Regions from separate parts of the Sus scrofa genome. Here region 1 is linked to region 2. A link is a contact called in public Hi-C data. All regions are on one chromosome and are shown on one strand. Each heading gives the region's core, a stretch centred on a gene start, on an enhancer-like site or on the middle of the called end of the contact. The rest is flanking DNA. Distances are from core to core; before and after follow the strand shown.

Region 1 (6,738 bases), core at 254-2,753, 740 kb after region 2:
AGAGCTAAAAAATTACCGGAAGAACCTCAGTCAAAGTCTAAATGTAGGTTGGGGTACTCATGAGAAGTGAAAAAGGCCACATCGACATGGTTCCTAAAACAGTGTCTGTATGTGATTTTACTTTTGCTAACAGGGAAAGGAACAGAGGTTGCACAAAAGTTCAGAAGTAAACATTGATATAAAATAAAAAGCAAGCAATTCTTCTATAATCACAGGCAGTTCTAAATATTACCAAAATTCTTGTCAGACCATTGATGTTTTTTCACCATATGTATGATTTTCCTATTCCCCTACCTTTACCTGTTGAAATATTATGCATACTTTCTCAGCTTCTGCCATGTACTGCATGGAGTCTTTCACTTTATCCTAGGTCAGAATTACGCCTCTCTTCCTTCTATATCCCTCAGCACTTTGAACAATTTATCACTTTCTGCCTCATTACAGTTAGCCCTAGAGAAATTCTGTTGGACTAAAACTAAATTTCTTATTCATAAATGGTACTTTTACATTTTTTTTTTTTGGTACTCAAGATACTTAAATGTGGGCATTAAGGACCCACATAAATGCAAAAATGGACAGATCAGTTAGGTAGTGTGGGGATTTCTAGTTGAGATTCAATTCAATATCCAAGAATGTATTTTCACAGAACAGCTGGATTTTTAAAAAAAATCCACTGTAGCTTTATAAAACAGCTTATCTCACTCCAAATGCCATATGAGTAGCAACATTTTTTTATTCATTCCAAAAATATTTACTAAAACCTACTTTGTGAAAGCACTGTGCTGGGTACATAAGCACAGAAAAAGAATCAAGGCTAGATGCTCTTCTAGGCAGAGAAATATGTGCTCTGATGTCAAGTGCATTATTTGAGGATTTCTCTTCAGTGTTCCCCTAAGAGCCTTTCACTCTGGAAGCCACTGTTGTCCCACTCTTCCGGTATGGTAGCTGTGCTACCATCATCTCCTCTAGTTTTTTGTTTTCCAGGAAGTAGAAAAAATACAACTATTCGTTGTTCTCCAGGTATCCATTTTTCTCCTTCTCTGGCAACAGACTTTTATAGCAGAGCACATGGCTGCAATGATTAAAAACTCTATTTCTCAGCTTCCCCTGTTGCTACATGTGGTCAGGTGATTAAATTCTGGCTTAAGAGATATTGAGGCCGCTTCAGAAAACCTTCCTTCCTTCCTTCCAGAGTCACCTGGAGCCTTAACTCACCTTTTATTCTTTGTCTCCTCCATTCTGGGGCTTGAACTCAGATGCTAACTGGGACCCTTACCAGAAAGCTCAGCCCCTAGGGGTGGTGGCGGTACAATGAAAGGAATTTACCCCCAAGATGCCCATGCCCTAATCCCTGGGACCTGTGCGCATGTTCTAAGTCAAAGAGGGAATGAGCAGATGTAATTAAGACTACAGATCTTAAAATGGGGAGTCTCCTGGACTGTCCAGATGTGCATAAGCTAATCACATGAGCCCTTAAAAGCAATGAACTCTCTCTGGCTAGAGTCAGGGGGGTGTGGCCAAAGAATAAAAGAGATTCCAAGCATGCCAACTATCTGATGTGCCATTAGGCTCTGAAATGTAGGGGCCTGTACAAGAGGCTTCTAGGAGCTAAGAGCAGCTCCCAGAAAAGCATCAACAAGGAAATGGGAATCTAAGTTCTACAATCAAAAGGAACCTGGAATCTAGAAGCAGGTGCTCCCCAGAGCCTCCTGAGAAGAGCCCAATAGACCAACAACTTGATCTAGGCCTTGTGAAACCTGGAGCAGAGACACCAGCTGAACTAAGCCAGATTTCTGACCTACAGAACTGTGACATGATACATTTGTGTTGTTTTCAGCAGTTAAGTTTGTGGTGATTTGTTATAGCAGACAAAGGAAACTAGTAATAGACTTCCTGGAGCAGAGTCTCCTTAATCAGCCCTTGAAGGTCTGCTTTAAACTTCTACCTGGAGAAAAATAAAATTCTTTCTTCTTTAAACCACTAGGATTGTCAGTTTTTCAGTTACTCACAGCTGAACCTAAATTTGACTGATACATTTGATGAAATCCTTTCAACACAGCACAGCATCGTTAACTGCTATCAAGAATAAAAGGCTAAAGCAGAATATTACTTCAAGCTGTGAATACTTTATATGTGGAATGATGATAGTTAGATAGCCTTCAATAAGGTTTATTTTCACTTTATTTGCCGCAGATATATTATTACTTCAAAATTCATAACACTTGTATATGATCCAATTTTAAGAAAGTTGAAACAAAATGGTCTAAGATTACATCACTATCAGTGTTTGGACTGGTCAGAATTACTAATTATGGTTTGCAATATACATCAGCAAAATAGATGCAAATGGTTTGGTAGGAAAGAAAAGCACAATTTCAAGTAAGTACTATATATCACTATGAAAGAAAAAAATAGGCTTGAAAATGCCTCAATCGTTTAATTATCACAAATACTCCATTTCATCATTGTAATGTAAAAGCAGATACTACTATAAAATCTTCACACTATCCTTATTTCTTCATAAGGAATCGAAGATTTCTGCAAACAAAATCTGTTTAAGCTAATTCAATCTGAACATAAAACATGGGGTTTCTAGATACATGAGGAAAACAGAATCTGTGTAAAAGACTCAGTAATTTGCTAAAAAAATTTTTGGTTGTGAAATGTTTTATTCACATTTCAGAGGTCACTTATTTTTTTATATTTATTTATTTGCTTTTTGGGGTTCCACTGTGGCATATGGAGGTTCCCAGGCTAGGGGTCGAATTTGAGCTGTAGCTGCCGGCCTATACCATAGCCACAGCAACGCCAGATCCGAGCCGCATCTGCGACCTACACCACAGCTCATGGCAATGCCATATCCTTAACCCACTGAGCAAGGTCAGGGACTGAACCCACAACCTCATGGTTCCTTGTCGGATTTGTTTCCACTGCGCCATAACAGGAACTCCAGGGGGTCACTTTTAGGTAAACTAAAAACTAAAACCTTCTTTTAAAACCTATCAGAAAGGACTTCTAGGTTTCCCTTTCTGTGTGGTGGTCTATGAAATATCCACTGATACATAAATGAAAAAATACATATAAAGAGCCATTCTCAGTCATGTCATCAGAACTGTTTCAATGTGATCAAGTATATCCCACTTCAAGTAAACCAAGATGTGGAAAAAAGAAACTGCTTTATAAATGGTTCGACTCAGGATGGGAAACAGGCAGGGATGACTTCTAGGAGCTAATCAACAATTATTAAGAAATGAAAATAAAGCCTTTAGAAAATAAATAATGACCTAAGGAAATGGGGAAATGCGAGCTGACTGCCCCAAAAGGCAGCTACATAGATTCGGAGGTGGGGGATGAACGCAGCATGTACACTAAGCAAATTAGATCAGTCCAAACAGGTCTCCTCTTTGTTCACATCATTTAGCCAGGTGAATGACGACCCATTTTCAACATGCTTTCCCCAGAAAGACTCTGAATAACTTTCCCTGCTACTGAAAGAAGCCCCAGACACACCTGAGATTTGAGAGCATAACTAGATTCCCCTCCCTGAAGGGAAGAGAACAACTCCCCTGCAGCCGCTCATCCTGGCTCTCCTCATGCTAATTGTATCAAGCAAATTATCCGTAAGCGTCTTCTGCTTGTGACCCCAGGAATCACTTTCGAGGACAGTACCGAAAGGATGAGCTACAAACAAATGTTTGTCAAGAGTTTTGAGGCTCATTAATAATGAACAGTAAGAGTCACTCGGAATCAAGTCTGTATTTTATCCCCATGCTGCACATTTGGAGAGAAGAGGCTGGCTAACACTTAAATGTGCTCAACACTGTTCTGAAAGATTTTCACGTTATATTGTTGTAATCCTCACAATGATGCTACAAAATAGGAATTATTATCCACATTTTACAGATGAGGAAACGTACACATGAAAAGGTCTGAAAACTTGTCCAAGGTCACACAGCCAGTAAGAGGCAGAGGTGGGCCTCACTACAGTGTGTACTGCTAACCACTACCATACGCTGTTCCTCACACATGCACAAGGATTTTCTTTCCAGAACTGTTATGTCTACGTACGTGCATACGCACCGACAACTTAAATGTCCACATGGCATTATTAATTTCACTGGATAAATTCAATGACATTTTGAAGCCATCATGTTACAGAACTACGTCATCTCACACACACACACACACACACACACACACACACACACGCATAATGTGTGCGTAATGTGACTACTAAGTGATACACTGGACAAAGAGATGATTCATGTCCCAGGCAGAACAGCACAAAAATGACATACAATTAAACACTTATAAACCGTTTATTTCTGGAATTTTCCATTTAGCATTTTCAGCCCATAGTTGACCACAGGTAACTGAAACTGAGCAAAGTGAAATCTTGGGTACCAGGGGACCACTGTATACGTACAGTGCCATGCCTTGCTTTTCAGCATATCTTGAAAAGCCTTATTATTTTTTTAAATTTTTATAGCTACACACTGTCTACTGTATCAATGTACAATACTGAATTACGTCTCTATTGATTTAGAGTCGTTTCTCATCTTTTTTGTTATAAAGAAAAACACTGCCAAAATAAACCTGTACATTGTCACTTTCACAAATGTGGAAGTATGACAGTTGGCTCACAGGGTAATGTACTTAGAATTTGTTTACATATTGCCATACTGTTCTTCATAGGAGCCATACCAATTTACACTCCTACCCAAAATTTTGAGAATGTTACAAACACCCAAACAGATCCTCCTAATCGAATATGTGGAAAATGGCATCTTAGTGAAGTTTTAAATTGCATTTTTCTTAATAGTGTGAAATTGAGTGTTTAAAAAAAAATATATGGATTATTTGATAACTTTTTTATAACTTAAAATGTTTTTAACTTTGTGAATACATCTTTAGGCAAATTGGTCACTACTTTCCTAAGGCCTACAGGCAGCTATGGGCCTGGCTTGAATTCAATGAGGTATTATTTTTACCACTTTTCAGAAAATGTCAAGAAAGTCAATAGCAAGGATTAGACTATGAGGACAATAACCAGATTTTATTTCCCCTAAGCCTAGCACTGGGCCTGGTGTACCACAGGTGTCCAATAAAATGTTTGCTTTAAAAAAAAAAAAAAAAAAAATGGCACCAGAAGATGTTTTCTTTGGAAGTTTATAGCGCAACAGCACCACCAAGGGGCACTTTAGCTAAAGCATCCCCCCCCCATCAAACGTCCTCCAGCCAGATCTCAAGGCAAACACATAATCAACTGGAGACAGTGTGACTGATGTACAAATGCCATTTCCAGACAATCTCCTAGCTCCACCCTCCAAACGTCATGCTGCCCCCTCAACCTCCCCCACATAGGACTTCTGCAGCTGCCAGTGCCAGAGTGAACATAAGGCCAGTCATACTGCCCCCAGGGAAACACAGCCCTTAAGTTTTCTCAACCCAAAGACAAGAGCTGGCCATTATCAACCACTAGGTGACCAGCAAGTGCAGCCCCATGAGCGTTTATAAGACAGGAACTCTGTCCATTAGTCTAAGTAAAGACACCATTCATTATTGGCAAGTGGGCATTCCTTCTGAACCAAAGAAATACAACACAGGCAAAAGTCAGGGGAGAGAACTTTTATGTCAAGTGTAAATTAAACAAAGGAAAGAAAAATGCAAAGATAGCATTTGAATGCATTCAGCTTTTCTTTTTTGAATCGAAATCTAGACATTTATCTTAAGCCTAGAATTTGAGAAGGAAAGTAGTCTTTCATTTTCCCAGCTTCACCAGTTCATGACAGTCTTGTGGCAGCTACTGTTCAAAGACGGCCACAAATCAACCAAGCCTCCCAGCATTTATGTCCTTGTGTGGTCCGCTCCTTTGAATCTGTGCTGGTCCTGTGACCTGTTTTTGACTGATAAAACGTGGTGAAAGCGACACTGTGGGATAGGTGAGCTAGGTCGTCAGAAGCCTTAGCTTTTCTCACTCTTGGGATGTTTATTCTTGGGAGCATCCCCTTGAGAACCTGTGAGAAAACCAAGCTTTGTGGACAGGTCTCATGGAAAAACTGAGATGCTCTAGTCACCATCTCAACAGACCTCCCAGCTGATAGGTGGCATCAACCGCCAGCCATGAGACTGTTCATACTGGACATCCAGCCTTGCTGCTGTCCGAATGCAAGCATGTGAGAACACTTGAGTGAGTATCACTCAGCCAAGCTGAGAATCCACAGCACTGGGAGAGATCATTATGAATTGTTGCTGTAAGCTACTGAGTTTTGGGGTGGTTTGTCACACAGCAATAAACAACCAGGACAAATTTATTTTATAGTCATACCCAGGCAAGATGAGTAATAAACTTCTAAGACAATTTACCACAGTAAGCTCCCCATCTTATGACTTTTAAAGATTCAAGAAACCATGTGTCCTTACAGGGAATAAATATGATTTATAGATTCTGTATATCCCCTTTCTCTTCGAAGCTCTAATAACTGCGTTCCCAGTAAATATTTATTAAATGAAGGCATGAATAATACACACATAGCTAACTATTGATTATATTGATGGAAGAAAGTAGGGGTATAATTAATTCAGAAACAGTAGGAATTTGAAAGTATGTACAGTGAGCTTTGTGACAGACATGCTCACATCACTACCTCTACCCCCCCTCTCTGAAAGGGCATCAGAACAGTGGTTTTTAAACTTCTCTCAGAGCTCCTTTAAATTCTTAAAACATTATTAAGGACC
Region 2 (6,541 bases), core at 4,015-6,514:
CATTCAAATTTCATAAAGTTTTTCATGGAACTCAGTAAACTGAAATTCCTAGGAATTCATTTAAAAAGCAAAAAGCCAATAGTAACAAAGACTCTGTGTGTGTGTGTGTGTGTGTGTGTGTGAGTATTTGCTTTTTAGGGCCTCAACTTCAGTATATGGAAGTTCCCAGGCTAGGGGTTGAATTGGAGCTGCAGCTGCTGGCCTACGCCACCGGCACAGCAACACAAGATCCAAGCCGTGTCTGCAACCTACACCACAGCTCATGGCAATGCTGGATCCTTAACCCATTGAGTGAGGCCAGAGATTGAACCTACATCCTATGGATACTAGTCAGGTTTGTTACTGCTGCACCACAATGGGAACTACATAACAAAGACAATTTTGAAGACAAACAGGATATGAGGACTTAATATATAGAATCTATCAAAATATAATCGAAAGCTAAAAGAATTAAAGCACTGTGTTACTGATGCAGTAACAGAAAAATCAGCTGATGGGAAAGAATAGAGGGCCCAGTAAAGATCCTTACATGCATACGACTTGTTTTACAACCTAGGTAGCCTTGAAAATTAGGAGGGAAAGGTAATCCGTCCTATATGGTGCTGGGTTTATTACTTAATGGTATGGAAAACATAAAAGTGAATCTCAGCCTCACATCATACACAAAATCAATTCCAGTTGAATTAAAGACTTTTAACTTTTTGAAGAAAATATAAAATATCTTTAAGAATTTGGAGTTGGGAAAGCCAAAATTTTGAAAATATAAACCATAAACTAAATGTGTGCCCATCCTACCACCTAAAAATTCTTTTTATAGTCCTGTGTATAAAAAGACACAAAAATAAAACAAAAAGGAGTTCCCATTGTGGCACAGTGGGTTAAGAACCTGACATAGTCTTCATGAGGATGCGAGTTCAATCCCTGGCCTTTCTCAGTGGGTTAAGGATCCAGCATTGCCACAAGCTGCGATATAAGTTGCAGACAAGGCTCAGATCTGGTGTTGCTATGGCTGTGGCATAGACTGGGAGCTGCAGCTCCTGGTCTGGGAACTTCCATACGCCTCAGTACAGCCATAAAAAGAAAAAAAAGAGAGAGAGAGAGAAAGAGACGAACCATGTAGTTATGTCTAGCTCTTGAATATATTCATGCATACTTTGATTGTAATAATAAGAAATTCAAAAAAGAAGAATGGAAAATTGTGGTAAACTCATACAATGGAATATTATACAGCAGTGAAAATAAACTTGGGCAACACATATCAACAAAGACATCTCAAAAAGCTAACATTAAGTGGGAAAAAAAACAAGTTTCAGAAAAATACATACTCTATGATATATTTAGATAAAGTTTTAAAATATGCAGTTCTACCATCTGTTGTTTAGGAAAACATATGCATATAGTAATAGCGTCAATGCACACTTGGAAAGTATAAACACCAAATTTAGGATAGTAGTTCCCTTTGTGAGGTGGGCATAAGAAGAAATGCAGTTGAGGAAGGGCCAGGAAGCTTCAAGTATATTTATTTGATTTTCCAAGATGAATGTTATGTTGTTTTCTAAATCTTTTTGTATGTTTTATATATATTACGATAATTAAAAAAAAATGTTTGTGTCCTTGGTGAAATCATCAAGCTGCTGGATCAAGTTTTCTGTGTTATATGAGCCAATTCAGCCTCTTCATCATTTCAGCCAGCTGGAGTATGATTTTTTTACTGCCATCAAAGACCCCTAAGGGATTTGGTCTCCTCCATGAGGACTTGCCTAACCACTGCGACTCTTGGATGAGCTTCTGTCTCAGCCATGGTGTCTTCCCCAGATCCAATATTGTGTAATTATTCCATGTACACTCATCTACCGTAAAACAGCAATAACAATATCTACCATTTCTTGAGTGCTCTCTGTGTGTATATGGTATTTAACCTTCCACATCCATTATTTTATGTTATTTATATTTTTGTCTTTTTTTTTAGGGCTGCACCTGTGGCATATGCAAGTTCCCAGGATAGGGGTTTAATTGGAGCTGCAGCTGCCAGGCTGCACCACAGCTGCATCAGATCCGAGTTGCACCTGTGACGTAAACCACAACTCATGGCAATGCCAGATCCTTTAGCCACTGAGCGAGGCCAGCGATGGAGCCCGTCTCCTCATGGATACTAGCTGGGTTGATCTCCATTGAGCCACAACAGGAACTCCCCTACATCCATTATTTTAAACCCTCCTTACAGCAACCCTGTGAGTATCGCTAACTCCATTTTGCAAACTCAGAGATGCTGAATGACTCATTGAAGATCATGCTGCAAAAAAGTCCTAAGCCTGCCCTTCTGCCCCCTCTTCACAGCCTCTTTCTTCTGTCTCCCAGGGGCCACCTGAGGCTAGATCCTCTTGGACTTTTGTGGGCTAATGCAGTGACAGACTGCCTAGGAGTGTCATTCTGATGGCACTGAGCCTTGGTGACATGGGGGATGTGCAAGGCTTCTCAGTAGGGAAAGCTGCACTGACGCGGCCCCTGAGCCCTGTGAACCCAAGTGTGTGGGCTTGTGCCAGAGCCACAGCAGTACCGCCCACCCAGTCCCCACCTGTCACCGGCCACAGGCACTCAGACCAGCCTGAGCATTTGCTCAAGGATACCACTAGGGGTCGCTGTTAGTTTATTTTTCTGATGACTGGGGAGGAACAAAAGCCAACCTAAAACTCTTCAAAGCCAGATTAAGTGGGATGCCTGGAATTCTGTGGTCTTCGGAGAAACCAGGCTCCTGCAGCCAAAGTTGGGAGCATGAGAGGGCAAAGAGAAGAGAATTCACATTTATTGGAAGCCTTCTGCATGTCAGCCAGTTCACATTCCTTAATGTTAATAAGCCAACTTTAAGGAAGACTTGGTATGTGCAGGGCAATATTTACATTACCTAAATATTACTCATGTGAGCCTTACAACAACCCAGGAGATAAGTAGAAAAGTTCAGAGAGGTTAAGTAACTTGCCTAAGGTCACACAGCTAGTAAGTTGTATGTTCCTTTGGGTCACTTCATCTTCACGCCAACGCTGTTTTGCAGATGAGGAAACCAGGCTCAGAAAAATTAAAAGGCCAGAGTGGCAGAAGCAGAATTCAAGTCTAGGTCTACTTGACTTAGGACAAAATATAAAGCTTGATCCCATCCTTGAGAGGGAGAAAAGACCAGTTCACAGGGAGGGTCCTGTGTCCTTAGTCCTACATGGATCACAAGCTCAGGGATACCACAAAGTGTAGGGGTTGTTGGGGCTGAGCTATTCTGAATAGTTCAAGAAATGCTTCAAAGGAAGCAGAGGAGTGACCAGGTCTGCCTTCTGGCCTGCAAACCACCATCCCCTCACCGGCCAAGTATCCTGCCCCACAGGCCCCCCCAACAGGGTATGCACAGAAAGAAGCATATGGGAGTTCCTGTGTGGCTCAGCAGGTTACAAACACAGCTAGCAGCCATGAGGATGTGGGTTCGATCTCTGGCCTCGCTCAGTGGGTTAAGGATCCAGCGTTGCCATGAGCTATGGTGTAGGTCACAGACGCGGCTAGGATCCCGCATTGCCATAGCTGTGGCGTAGGCTAGCGGCTACAGGTCTGATTTGATCCCTAGCCTGGGAACCTCCATATGCCACGGGCGCGGCCCTAAAAACACAAGAAATAATAATAAAACAACTTACTATGAATTTGCACATAGCCAGTACTTTGGAAAAACAAGCGTTATGGTGGGAGAGGGGGGAAATCTGTGCAATTTTTGAAAATTAAATAGAAATCTCATGTTTTCATTATGTTTATCACAAGGCAGGACAGACTGCAGACAATCTCTTCCTAAATCTTGCACACAAAAAAAGCTGTTGAGGAGAGCAGGGCCTACCTTCGGTGGGTGAGCAAGTTTGTCTGGGGACTGGAGTTTGCCTGTAGGAAGAGAGCGATCAGGACAAGTATGATCCCCCAAATCAAAATGCTGGTTCATTTGTCAAAAACTTTTGTTTTCACCTTCATTTTCCCCTAGATGCCCTGGCTCTTCATCCCCACATCAGGAGAACATGGAACAAGTCTTAACTTTCCATTAATTGGAAGTAGAAGTGTTCTGATTTGGGAGAGGAACAGAGCCCAAGATCTATTTATTCTATGATTCATGGTTCTGGCTCTGTCTGGATGGGGGCGAGGAGAGTCTAGACAAGGTGCCCTGTGGGGCTCAGTCGCAGATGACCCAATTGCGGGAAGCAGAATGAGAGTGTGATCAAGGAATTGCACCTGTCAGGAGCCCTGCCCTCTCGGCACTTAATAAAAGCTGAAATGAGGATGAGGTGGCCTCTCCCTGGAATCTTACAGGCCTCCCTTGCTCTCCTGTTCTCTGGCTCAGCATCTCCCAAAGAGAACATTGGCCTGGAAACTCTACAGGTCCACTCGTTGTGCTCTCTCCTGGTGGAGAGAGGGTGGACCCTTCTCCTTCCCCTGGCCCTAGCCAGGCCTAATGTGGGCTCACCTGGGTTGTACTGGACCCACAAACTCTAGGGCTCTCATTTTAGAAGATACAGCTTAAGAAAATTTCAGGACATAGTGGACACTCCATATTTAGTAACTATTATCATCAAGTTAGACTTTCGAACCTCAGTCTCCTCATCTATAAAAGGGGTTTAGGAGTTCCCATTGTGGTTCAGTGGTCACGAATCCGACTAGTATCCATAAGAATGCAGATTCGATCCCTGGCCTCCATCAGTGGGTTAAGGATCCGGCATTGCTGTGGCTGTGCTGGAGTAGGCTGGCAGCTGCAGCTTCAGTTTGACCCCTAGCCCAGGAACTTCCTGAGGTGCTGCTGAGGATGTGGCCCTAAAAAGCAAAAAAAAAAAAAAAAAAAAAAAATGGGTTTAATACCTGCTACCTCATAAGATGGATCATAAGTATAAGGCTTTATTGTATGTCACAGGCACTGTGCTAAGTACTTCACATACATTATCTCATTTATATTAAGAAAACATCATAGTTTTATTATCCCTGTTTTATAGATGCAAAATCTGAAGAGACGGTTAAGAAAAAAATGTGTCCAAAGTCACATCGTTAGTAAGTTATTGGAATGAAAAGCTGACCTGTCTCCAAAGCTAGAGTGCTTGATTAATGTTTATAAGGTATCTCCATTCCAAGAGTACCAATTCTCTAACTGCTAGGGGACAGATCACCCCAAAACTTAGTGAGTCAAGAGAAACAGTGTTTGTTTAGCCCACAGTTCTACAGGCCGGTAACTTAGGCTGTCTTCCCTTGGGTGATTCTTCTGGTCTTTGCTGGGCTTCCTCACGCCTCTGAGGTCAGGGGCAGGGTGGTGAGGTGGCTCTGCTTACAAGCACTGATTGGCTGTGGCCAGGGCTCCTCAGCTCTCCTTCACGTGGCCTCTCAGCCTTCAGCAAGCCAGCCTGGGCTTTCTCCCATTGGCAGTGACCTGGGCTTGGAACTGGCACACTGTCACTTCTGCCCCAACTCTTCTGTTTAAAGTAAGTCATAGGCCAGCCAAGAGTCCAGAAGTGGGGAAACAGGCCCCGAAGGCATTGCAAAGACCATCGGAGAGTAAGATGTGGGGAAGTTATTAACAGGGCAATCAATTTATCAACATAGGTGTTCACTAAACTGCAGGTTGTGGAGTTCCCATTGTGGCTCAGCAGAAACCAATCTGACTAGGATCATGAGGATATAGGTTCGATCCCTGGCCTTGCTCAGTGGGTTAAGGATCTGGCATTGCCGTGAGCTGTGGTGTAGGTCACAGATATGGCTCAGATCCCAGACTGCTGTGGCTGTGGTGTAGGCCGGCAGCTGCAGCTCTGATCCAACCCCTAGCCTGGGAACCTCCATATGCAGTGGATGCGGCCCTAAAAAGCAAAAAATAAATAAAATTTTAAAAAACACAGCAGGTTTTGTTACTCTTAGATATTTTTGGACAATATCCATCAGACAAACCCAAGTCATTAGTGTCACTAAGTTCCCTAGAGATTTCTTGTAGTAATCTGGACTCTTTGTTGCAAGGAAGGCAGAAACACAACCCATCGGGAATCTTTCTCCACCCCTGGCTGTCATTTCCTCTGGGGTCGCATCCTTCTCCCACATCACCATGCGGTGGCAAAGGTGACCGCCAGTGACTTCAGGCTGCTCCCACTCTCCCGCATTGACCTCCCCACCCCCCCATCCCCACATGAAATAGACATCTTAACACCTTAAAGAAAGCCCTAGAATGACTCCCACCAGCTTAGACGGTGTCCCCAGGCCCATCTCATAGGTCCTTGCAGAACCCGATTGACTAGGTCTGAGTCTCGGCTCCATTTCCTAGAGAAGGATATGTCTCCAGAGAGGAAGGTGACACTGCTATTCCCAGGAGAAGGGGACAGGACACCCTCAGTAAATGTTAACTGCCTGCCCTTTCTCACCCCACCACAGAGGAAGCCCTTTCTATTTCTCTGGAGCCCCTCGAATGATCTGATGCTTCTAGGTTAAAATGCACTCAATGGATTTTAAGTATATGTTATATGTTATAAAGTTCAAGGGCACTTCTTTGAGTTGAAGC

The links. A called contact is a pair of places that touch in the nucleus more often than the background predicts.
Region 1: a contact with region 2 is called in a Hi-C map of omental adipose tissue, with 1.7 times the contacts expected there. The contact joins two enhancer-like sites. A contact is called at or near these places in 10 of 47 Hi-C or Micro-C datasets (adipocytes, embryonic fibroblasts, epiblast stem cells and 6 more).

What each region holds. Positions count from the first base shown.
Region 1 is chr1:98,840,023-98,846,760 of Sscrofa11.1, forward strand. All of the region lies in intron 13 of DYM (dymeclin), which reads right to left. Among named protein-coding and RNA genes, the nearest start is that of DYM, 180 kb to the right of the region's middle. Within about 2 kb of position 1,504, at least 3 of the 83 cell types and tissues checked have an H3K27ac peak or open chromatin away from gene starts, as enhancers often do. A contact at or near this core is called in omental adipose tissue, where this site is marked.
Region 2 is chr1:98,092,652-98,099,192 of Sscrofa11.1, forward strand. No RefSeq gene overlaps it. Among named protein-coding and RNA genes, the nearest start is that of CTIF, 37 kb to the right of the region's middle. Within about 2 kb of position 5,265, at least 2 of the 83 cell types and tissues checked have an H3K27ac peak or open chromatin away from gene starts, as enhancers often do. A contact at or near this core is called in omental adipose tissue, where this site is marked.